Regions from separate parts of the Oryctolagus cuniculus genome. Here region 2 is linked to region 1. A link is a contact called in public Micro-C data. All regions are on one chromosome and are shown on one strand. The core of a region is the stretch at or near the end of the contact, and the rest is flanking DNA. Distances in the headings are between cores, read along the strand shown.

Region 1 (4,831 bases), core at 699-3,198:
TTGACGACTTCCTGTACCTGAATTTCCTGGTAGCACCTTCTCCCATCCAGGCCACTCACCTTAGCCAGCTTCTGCAACTCTATTACATCTTTGTCCAGATTCCTGGAAGGTAGAGACCATAAGGACACCGTTCTCCATTCTCGAGCCACAAGCTACTCAATACCCCAACATGTCAAACCTTCTTCAGCTTCCGGGTCTTCTGGTAAGAAATACTCAAGGCTTACAGCTTCATCAACTAATTTCCTCATGATGGCAGTAGTGCTCCAGAAATGTCAACCAGCTCTGCGCCCCTCCCCCACCACCGGAACTCTTCCCCCGCCCAACCAGAGTGAAAAAAACGCTAACGAACAAAAAGTCACCAGGAAATAACACTGCTTGCCCAGTTTGAGGAAACCAGCTTGGACTGCTGTGCTTTTGCTTTCTATTTCCATCTAAAACCAAAACGAAGCTCCAACCACCCATCCTCATCCTCATCTGCCATCTTCTCTTTCCAAGCATTCGATTTCCACCAGCACTTGGCTTCTCACTTCCCGATTTCTTCAAGTAACAGAAGTCTTTCAGGATTTTCCCCCATTTATCTGTGGACTCCAAAGAACAAGACTTGGGATTCCAGGACCAAATGAGGAAAGAAGATGATCAAAGTTCTAGCCCTGGAAGAGGCCATTTCTAGTCACCTGGCATCCCATCATGGCTTCCCAGCTTCCCAAGAACTCTCCCTCAATTTTATCAGAAATATTAGCTCTTTTACATTTAGTGCAAGGCTATTATTCAGGGGCCAGTGCTGTGGCCTGCAGTGCCAGCATCCCATATGGGCGCCAGTTGGAGTCCCGGCTGCTCCACTTCTGATCCAGCTCTCTGCTATGGCCTGGGAAAGCAGTGGAAGATGGTCCAAGTCCTTGGGCCCCTGCACCCGTGGGAGACCTGGAAGAAGCTCTTGGCTCCTGGTTTCGGATTGGCACAGCTCCAGCTGATGAGGCCATCTGGGGAGTGAACCAGCGGATGGAAGACCTCTCTCTCTCTCTCTCTGCCTCTCCTTCTCTCTCTGTGTAACTCTAACTTCTTTTAAAAAGAAGGCTATTATTTGGCTTACCTCTGGAGATTCTTTTATCACAGCATATATAGCTCTTACTATACAGGCTGTCATACATGGGATACTAAATGTACCTTTATATTTATTTTTAAAATAATAATTCATGCAGATCAATTCTTTTTCCGTTTCCATTACTTGCATTACAAGTGTGGTTCAATGAATGTTCACACAAAATCGTGGCTACCTTGACAGGCTTACTAGGCATTTCATCTGGAGCTCTTAACTGTGAGAACAGGCTTCAAAGACATCATCACCCTCTGAGAGAACAACTGAAGGAACAGATTCCCCCCCGCCCCCCCCCCCTCCAACTGCACCAAGAAAACTGAGATGTGGCTGGGGGGGGTGGGGACAGTGAAGGGGGCACACCTTTCCTTAAGCCTGAGGGACCAGATACAAGTAACATGCTTGTTGTATCTGGGCTCAGAGACTTCCTTCTGGCCTTCCTCACATTGTTTGGTCCCTTGTGTGCATGGCTCGCTCCCGGGCAGAATGTTTGGCCCTTCTTGGTTTGGCAGTGTGACCTGCAGTGATCCTCTGTTCTCCGAGCTCAAGGCAATGAGTTCCAGGCACCTGTCTTGTTATAGATCCCTCAGCAAGTACACTTGCTGCTTTTCCATATCACTTTGGATTAGCTTGTTTTATGGGTGGTGCTACCACATGAAGCCCAGGTGCTCTGGCCCCAGGATAAGGTGAACTGGCCTTTCTCATGCAAGGCTCAGGAGCAGAAAGTGTTGCAGCCCTGCATTGTGGTCTAAGAGATTTCCTTAACCAAAGCCCCACCCTATTACTTCCTGTGCCGGCAGCCGCAGGCTCTGTCGAACCTCGAATGTACCGCTGGTATAGCCAGCTGCTACCACTGAATATCGTTCTTGTCAAGCCAGCATGGAGCTTTTGCCTAAAACTCTGGGAATACCTCAGAGGCCAGATTTGAGGCCTGGACTTGCTAGATCTCTCCGCTAAATAAACCTTGCTAAACCGAAAGTCCTCTCGCGAGCGGTGCAATAAGGGTGTAGGGAGTTTTCAAACTATTTCCTCCTGATGGCAGTAGTGCTCCATACTTGTCAACAGGACCTGCTCGCCAGGCCTTCTCCCGCCCGTCCTGTCTGAAAAAACGCCACCAAGAAACAAAGGCGCCAAGGAATATGGAGGCCTTACAAATGATTGTGCTGCTGAACTTTTGCTCTTGGTTTCCATCTGAAACCAATTTGAGACTTAAACCACCACCTTATCAGACACATTCTCTTTTAAGAATCTAATTTCCACTAGTCTTTGCCTTCATAGTTCTATTCCTGTTCACTTAGCATTACATCTCCAGGATGTTCCTAAGTTATCAAGTCATCTGTTTCTGGTAGCAAGTCTCCAGAACACATCCCTGGACAGAAAATGCTAGAAACTCAATTTCAGGACATTTCTAATTTTCAATTCATGTGTCATTGCCCAGCTTATCTCTAAGGATTATCTTCTGGATAAAGACCTAGGCCTTTTGTGTTGTCAGCATCCATTTGACTGGGGCTTTAAGGAGGGAACCCAAATAGCTCTCAGATGGTGCCCCACAATAACAGGAGATATATGTCCCAATCAGGGGTCACTTAAAAGTTTTGTCTCACAATTTCATTTACCATCACAAGCATTTTCCTATGTCATTAAATGGCTTCCTACTGTTTTCGGAGGCAGACCCCTTGGAAGTCCCATCTGGGGTGCGGTATGATATCAGAATATGGGGTGCCATTTATATTACCCTGTGCTTATTAATGAATTCACAATATTAATAAGTCTTGTGGGTTCTTCCCTAATATTCAGAGAAGAATTCTGAATACTGGCACAAATAAATGAGGCAGCATGATAAGTTTTAAGCTTTTATCAGTGAGAAAAATGCATAGGAGAATGAGGGCCCTATCTAAAGAGAGGGAAATCTGGATTCCTACCAAGTACCAGGAGCCAGCCATGTGGAGGAGCATGCAGGCCAGGAAACATGGGGTGGGTGGCCCAAAGGCCACGCACCCTGAAGGCCACGCGTGCGGGGACCCCAAGTGGGTCCAGGACAAAAGGGAAAAAGGGCAAAAAGGCCAAAGGGCTGGGCCCACCATGTCCCAGGCTGTAATCCCCTTCCAAAAGGGATTACAACTCAGGGACCACCCCCTAAGCCCTCATTCTAATACTGCTGATACCTTGTGCTAGTCCAACTGTTTAATGTCTCGGGCATTAGTCTGATTGGGTGGTGGGCACACAAGTGTGGCAAGGTAGGGGCAAGAGGTCACACAGGGGCATGGTGAAGGCGTGGTCTTCCAGCTCACAAACCTGATCAATTTTATCCTATCTGCCTGCCTATAACACTACGACTTTATTGCGTGTGTGTGTGTGTGTTACCATTTATCTCTTAGAGGTAAGTATTAAAAACATTTCCTCATAGTAACTAAGACATGGTGCTTGCCAAAGATTCAGCTGTAACTATGCATTGATAAAGAGTAAAGCATTATCACAAAACCTGTGAAGACCATTGATAATCTTTTGGATAATTTCCTCCCAGTCCTTATGATACAGAGATATTTTTATATTTACATTTATATATAAATATACATATAAACATTTACATTCATGATAAATTTATAAGAATATTGGATATTTATGTATTATGGTTTACATAAAAAATTTTCACTCCTAATTCCCGAGAAGTTTGAGAATATTACAGAAAATCTTGAGGTCCTCATTTTCGGTGAGTAAATCATTATGAGACATATTTCTTATTGCCTCCATTATAAATACTGTAGGTACATAATATATGCTACATATTATATACATATGTATATATGGTTTCCCCTATCAACACATATTTTCTCTAGTTAGAATCCCAGAGCTAGGGCTGCTTCTTTGTCACCCACAATTCTCTACACATCTGGCTGCCCTAGTCTAGCATTTGGTCAAGTGAAACTATTACTCCAATGCAGAAAGCTTATCTCTTCTAATGCAAATTTCTCTGTTGCACTTGTTTAGCTGAAGAGGTAAGTGATCACCTTACAGCTTCACAGGGTACCTGACAGTAATGAGACCTGCCTTCTCCAAAGTCTCCATACCTTCCTTGGTTGACTTCAACCAAGAACATCCTCAGGAAGAGCTAAAAATTTTAGGTATTTCTTGCTATGCTGTGGGTAAGTGTTCCAGGGTTTTGATGTGCTCAGCTTCTCAAAGGCGGAGACCTTGTCAGGCCTACAAGGACCCTTCATCAGAAAAAAGCTAACCAGCAGACACAGAGAACAATAGCTGCTAATATGAATAAACAGTTAGATCCGAAGCCTCAGGGGGCCCAACTTCCTTAGGGAAAGAAAGGTCAATAGCCAAAGAATTCACTTCTGTTCCTTTATGCAAGCTGAGGTAGAAACAAGTCCCTCTAAAAGGGTAGGCCTCCACACTTGGCCCTAGAAATAAATGCCTGCAAAGCCACTGTAGCTATTACTTCCTGGGCTCAGAAAATACCTCCAGGACTTCTGCTTGTGGGTGTCTGCACTCCTTTCAATGTTTTACTTTGTATTGGCTTGGCACAGTGGCACATACTCCTCCTCATCAGGCCTTCCTCGCTCCAGGAAATGCGGAAGCCAGACTTCTGGGTGTCCCTGAGAGCACCAGGAAGCACACCAGCTGCTAAGAAGTCACAGGGAATGAGATCCACCCCCTAACCCCTCATTCTAATACTACTGATACCTTGTGCTAGTCCAACTGCTTTAATGTCTCAGGGGCAGGGCCTGG
Region 2 (4,831 bases), core at 1,383-3,882, 360 kb after region 1:
GGTAAATCAGGATTACCACACCCCCTTCCAACAAATTACAAGACTTGGTTTGGTTACCTGAAAAGACTGTTGATTAACCAGACTATAAACCAGGATGAAACCTTGGCCGTTTTTGATGTAGAGATCTCTCATGGAGGCAAACTGCTCAGTTCCTGCGGTGTCCAGAATTTCCAGCACGGAGGGGGAAGAGTCCACTTCGATCTCTTTGCGGTAGAAATCTTCAATGGTGGGGTCATATTTCTCAATGAAAGTCCCGGTGACAAACTGCACAGTAAGGGCAGATTTGCCAACCCCTCCGCTCCCTAACACCACTACCTTGTATTCCCTCATGAGTCTCCCCTTCACCAACTCCTACCCGACGCGGGGGAAAAGAACACCCCGCTAGCTGCGCTGGCTGCGGCGCGGCTAGGCGGAAGGTGGGCGGAAATCTGCAAACTGGCGAGGAGAGTGCAGAGGAGCCGAGGGCCCAACCGGGGAAGAAGAGGAAGTTACGGGAGGGGGAGGGGAAAGAGCCAAGTGTCGGGTGGGTGGGGATGGGATGGTAATGCCCTTCCTATAGGAACTGAAGCCCAGGCAGGGGGCGTGGGGAGGAGGGCGAGCTGGGAGCAGCCGAGCGAGGGTGGGGAGACGCGGCGCACCCCAAGGAGGGAAAGGGGTGGGGGCCGCGGAAAGACAGCCCCGCGGGCAGTCGGGCGGTCCAAGGAGCCCGCAGCCAGGGGCTGCCCGGCAGCCCTCCCCCGCCCTTCACACAAAGGGGCCCAGGGACCCCGCTTCCTGCTAGCGCTGCCGCCGAGCCGGCCCAGGCCTGCGGGCCCCGCTCCCGTCACTGCAGCCCGGGCGGGTCTCTGGGCCCCGGCTCCAGCGGGGGTCGTCCGGCCTGTGGTGGGGAGAAAGACACGCATTACCCGCCTGACCCTCGCCCCAATCCAGAGGCCCCGGCTTCTCCTTCCCCCGAACCAGGCTGCCGCCGCCGCCGCCGCCGCCGCCGCTTACCCTGCCGTCCGCACCCGCCCAGCCGCCCGGGAGGCTCTGTCACTCCAAGGCCATGGCCACCCGCTGGCTCCTGTGTGTCACCGCCGCCCCAGCGTGGCTGCTCGCCGAGGGGGAAAGGGGCGGGGGCCGTCCGGCGGCGGCGGCGGCGGCGGCCGCAGGGACTCCTGGCGAACCCACCTCTTTTTTTTTTCTTACCCACCCCCCACCCCACCCCCCAACACACACCCGGAAGGGTTTCCCTGACACACTGACTGAGGTGCCCCAGTTCCCCGAGACTGGACGGGATCACTTCCGGTGGGGGAAAGTCCCACCTCTTCGGGGCGAGCCGGGTGGCGCTGGGGCCGCGCCCTGCTGAGCGAGTGAGCAAGCTTGCGAGCCAGCGAGCCGGCCGGGGACGGTTTCGGGTCGGGGCTCCGGCCTTGGGAAAAGGCCTCTCCGAGAACCTCCGGCGTCTGGGCCTTCCCGCCCGCGGCTGCTGCTGACCGTCCCACCCCCAAAGCCATTGCAGCTCCTCTGCCTCAGCTTCAGCCTGCCGCAGCTGGGCCTGAGGACTTGATCCGCTCCTTGGCCCGCGCCGGATCGTCAGCTAACAATCTAGCGACCGGGAGAGCGCCTCATGTCCCTGGACTAGAAGTTGCAGGGAGAATAAAACCGCCCAGAAGTTTATTCTCTTTGCTGGTATTTTTTCCACTTGATATGCCTCTAAGAAATGCATGCAACATATTCCTAGACTTCGCTATGGCTCTGATTTGATATGTGGTGTGTTGCTTAGCCGTACCTGACAGTTAAATACACACAGTAGTTTTATCATCTTCTGGCAAATCTGCCTTGACTCCACTAGCAAATATTAAAGTCACTCCTTAAATTAAAAAAAAAAAAAAGCACAAGGCTAGGTAGAAAAGAGCATTAGAAAAAGAATTTATGGTACTCCATTTGATTTCAACCATGCCTGCACAGCAGAAAAGCTAACCAATATTCAGGGAAGCGTTTATGGAAAATCCTTTGGACCTGCAGACTAATTTCTATTAAATTTCCGATCATCTGCATGCATAGCAATTTGCATGTTGTCTCTTCCACGTTCAAGTGTTTTTTTTTTAAAGGCCATTCTTTAGCGTCATTGGAATCTTAATACAAATATTAATTCCACTGTTAGCAAACACTAAGTTTCTACTTTTCGATAGAATTGTTACATATCTTTCCCTTTGCTGACTTTCTACTTGTAAACTTTGTGTCAGATCCACAGGGCCCCTGGGCCAGAATGCTAGGCTGTATTTTAGGCATGTCACTCCCTTTTTGATTAAAGCATGCACCCAGAAATCTAACAGATTCGGGGGCCAGCCGGGTTAAAGTCTCCCCAAATTCCCTTCTTGCAAGCCCTAATGACCAAACTGTTTAAAAAAACGATTTATTACGCAAATTGCTAGGCACTAGAAAACAGGCGAATCACAGCAGCGTGAAGTCCCACTGTCCCTCCCTGTGTATACCCCAATGTCACTTACAGTATTCGAGGGACTATTTAGTTCAGTTTCTCCTCGGCCTCAAGCTGGTGCAATCTCTCCCACGGAGTCCCCAGCTCTGGCTCCAGCTGGCCTGGGGCCTGCCAGATATCTGAGGCACTGCCCCCTGCTGGAAGAGTATTGGTCTGTGAGTTAGGAGTCTCCCCATAGGTCAGCGCTCCTTCCACACGTGCTGTTGCCTGATTTGGAGCTCTGCTGCTCATCTCCCTGTCTGGCTGTCTCCAGACTGTCTGGTGGAATCCACAGCCTTCCACCAGCCGTGCCTGTAACCGAGTCTGGAAATTCCTCTTCTGATCCAGCCAGCGTTGAGCAATCGTAGCCAGTCTCTGCTCTATTACTAAATTGTGAAAACAGGGAGTTCTTTTTGAAGTTGTCCCACCTGTTGGCAGCTCTAATCATCCCCGAACGTGTTGGCCCTGGTTTGGAGCGTTCTTTGTCCACACAGTGAAACTTACTCCTCCCCATGCCACACACTCCCACTGGGTCACTTTCATTAACTACAGGGTTGGCAAGTGTCACACTCAGTCTGAAGATCCTTCTAAACTTTCTTAGGAAGGGAAGTCATTACAGCATTCATTAGAAAAATGCAAAATTGGAAATGACTTCAGTGTCTTACAGTCGATGATTCTTATAAATTATGTACATATACTCGCAAAATAGGACAGTATGCAGCTATTAAAAAGAGAAAAATATATTTGTAAGTGCTAATTATGAAAATAAGGCCAAGATATGTTGTAAGGCTAAAGTAGATACTGAAAAATGTACAGTTGCTCCCATTAGTGTCAAATAAGAGTGTGCGTGACAGTTATATAACCATGGAAATCTGAAACAAAGTAATTATAGGTGAGAGATATTAAAGAACTTTCCTTTCTCGTGTTAATTTTTGAACAATGATCAGTTGTTTTTAGGAAAGGAAGCAGTAAATATAAAATTAGCATGTATTTAAAGGAGAAATGAAAGGAAGTTGTTAATCAACACTTTGTCAATAGACAGTTCTGCCTAGGGGTCAGCAGGGGGCCGGCTATGTGGCTTGTAAAGCCACCGCCTGCTGTGCTGGTGCCGGCATCTCACTAGGGCGCCAGTTCCTGTCCCTGCTTCTCCACTTCCGATCCAGCTCCTTGCTGGGGTGCCTGGGAAAGCAGCAGAAGGTGGCTCAAGTCCTTGGGCCCCTGCCACCCACGTAGGAGACACAGAAGAAGCTCCTGGCTTAGGACTGGCTTTGCTCCAGTCTTTGCAGCCATTTGGGGAGTGAATCAGTGGATGGAAGATCTTTCTCTATCTCCCCTCTGTAACTGTGCCTTTCAAATAAAAAAAATAAAAAATAAAAGATAGGGGGTCAGCAGATAGGCCTGCCCAATTTAAACAAACTCCTGCTTGCTGTCCTCAAACATCTCTATACTTAGAAAAGTAATTTCACATACATTATCTCACTTGTTTGCCAGTGTACTTTCATTAGGCAATAAGAGTATAAAGTCCAATTAGAATAGTGAGGCCCGGCAACTGAGGCTCAGGGCTCTGAAATGAGGCAGAGACATTTAAATTGCAGCTTCCCTTCGTGTAGCAGTGTGACCTCAAGCAAATGATTTCACCAGTCTGAGCTTCTAACGCCTTATCTCTAAAAAGGAGCTGAAATTTACTGTGACAATGTAATGAGGTATTACAGGTAAGTGCCTAGCACAATCTTTTGTATATTATGGATCCGCAATAAATGCTAGCTATCTGGTTTCAATTCAAAGATTTAATGGGGTTCAATATTTTTTTAAAAAATGTATGTATTTGGGGCCAGCGTCATGACACAGTAGGTTAATCCTTCACCTGCGGTGCCCGCATCCCATATGGGTGCCGGGTTCTAGTCCCGGTTACTTCTCTTCCAGTCCAGCTCTCTGCTGTGGCCTGGGAGGGCAGTGGAGGATGGCCCTGGTGCTTGGGCCCCTGCACCCGCGTGGGAAACCAGGAAGAAGTGCCTGGCTCCTGGCTTCAGATCAGTGCAGCGCCGGCTGTAGTGGCCATTTGGGGGGTGAACCAATGGAAGGAAGACCTTTCTCTCTGTCTCTCTCTCTCTAACTCTGCCTGTCAAAAAAAATATTGTGTTAGACTATCAATCCACCTCCTTCATGTATTTTGAAAAATTATTACAAAAGTAATCATCTATATGCTATTTTGACCTTCCTCTTGTCACTTACTGTATTTTGATGATTTTTTTTTTCTCTTCAGAACACGTATAGGAGTGCTTCAAAAAAGTCTGTGGAGGGGCAGGTATTTGGTCTAGCAGTTAAGATGCCTGCATCTGTATTAGAATACATTGGTTGGATACTAGGCTC

What was found. A called contact is a pair of places that touch in the nucleus more often than the background predicts.
Region 2: a contact with region 1 is called in a Micro-C map of ear pinna, with 7 times the contacts expected there. The contact joins the promoter of RAP2C here to the enhancer-like site in region 1. A contact is called at or near these places in 3 of 6 Hi-C or Micro-C datasets (ear pinna, psoas muscle and an unstated tissue).

The regions. Positions count from the first base shown.
Region 1 is chrX:109,445,448-109,450,278 of mOryCun1.1, forward strand. All of the region lies in intron 2 of LOC103351973 (a long non-coding RNA gene), which reads right to left. Among named protein-coding and RNA genes, the nearest start is that of STK26, 160 kb to the right of the region's middle. Within about 2 kb of position 1,949, at least 3 of the 8 cell types and tissues checked have an H3K27ac peak or open chromatin away from gene starts, as enhancers often do. A contact at or near this core is called in ear pinna, where this site is marked.
Region 2 is chrX:109,805,066-109,809,896 of mOryCun1.1, forward strand. RAP2C (RAP2C, member of RAS oncogene family) reads right to left here and starts at 2,633. Exons shown (of 4, transcript XM_017349937.3): 1 at 2,493-2,633; 2 at 58-877. The coding sequence starts at 330.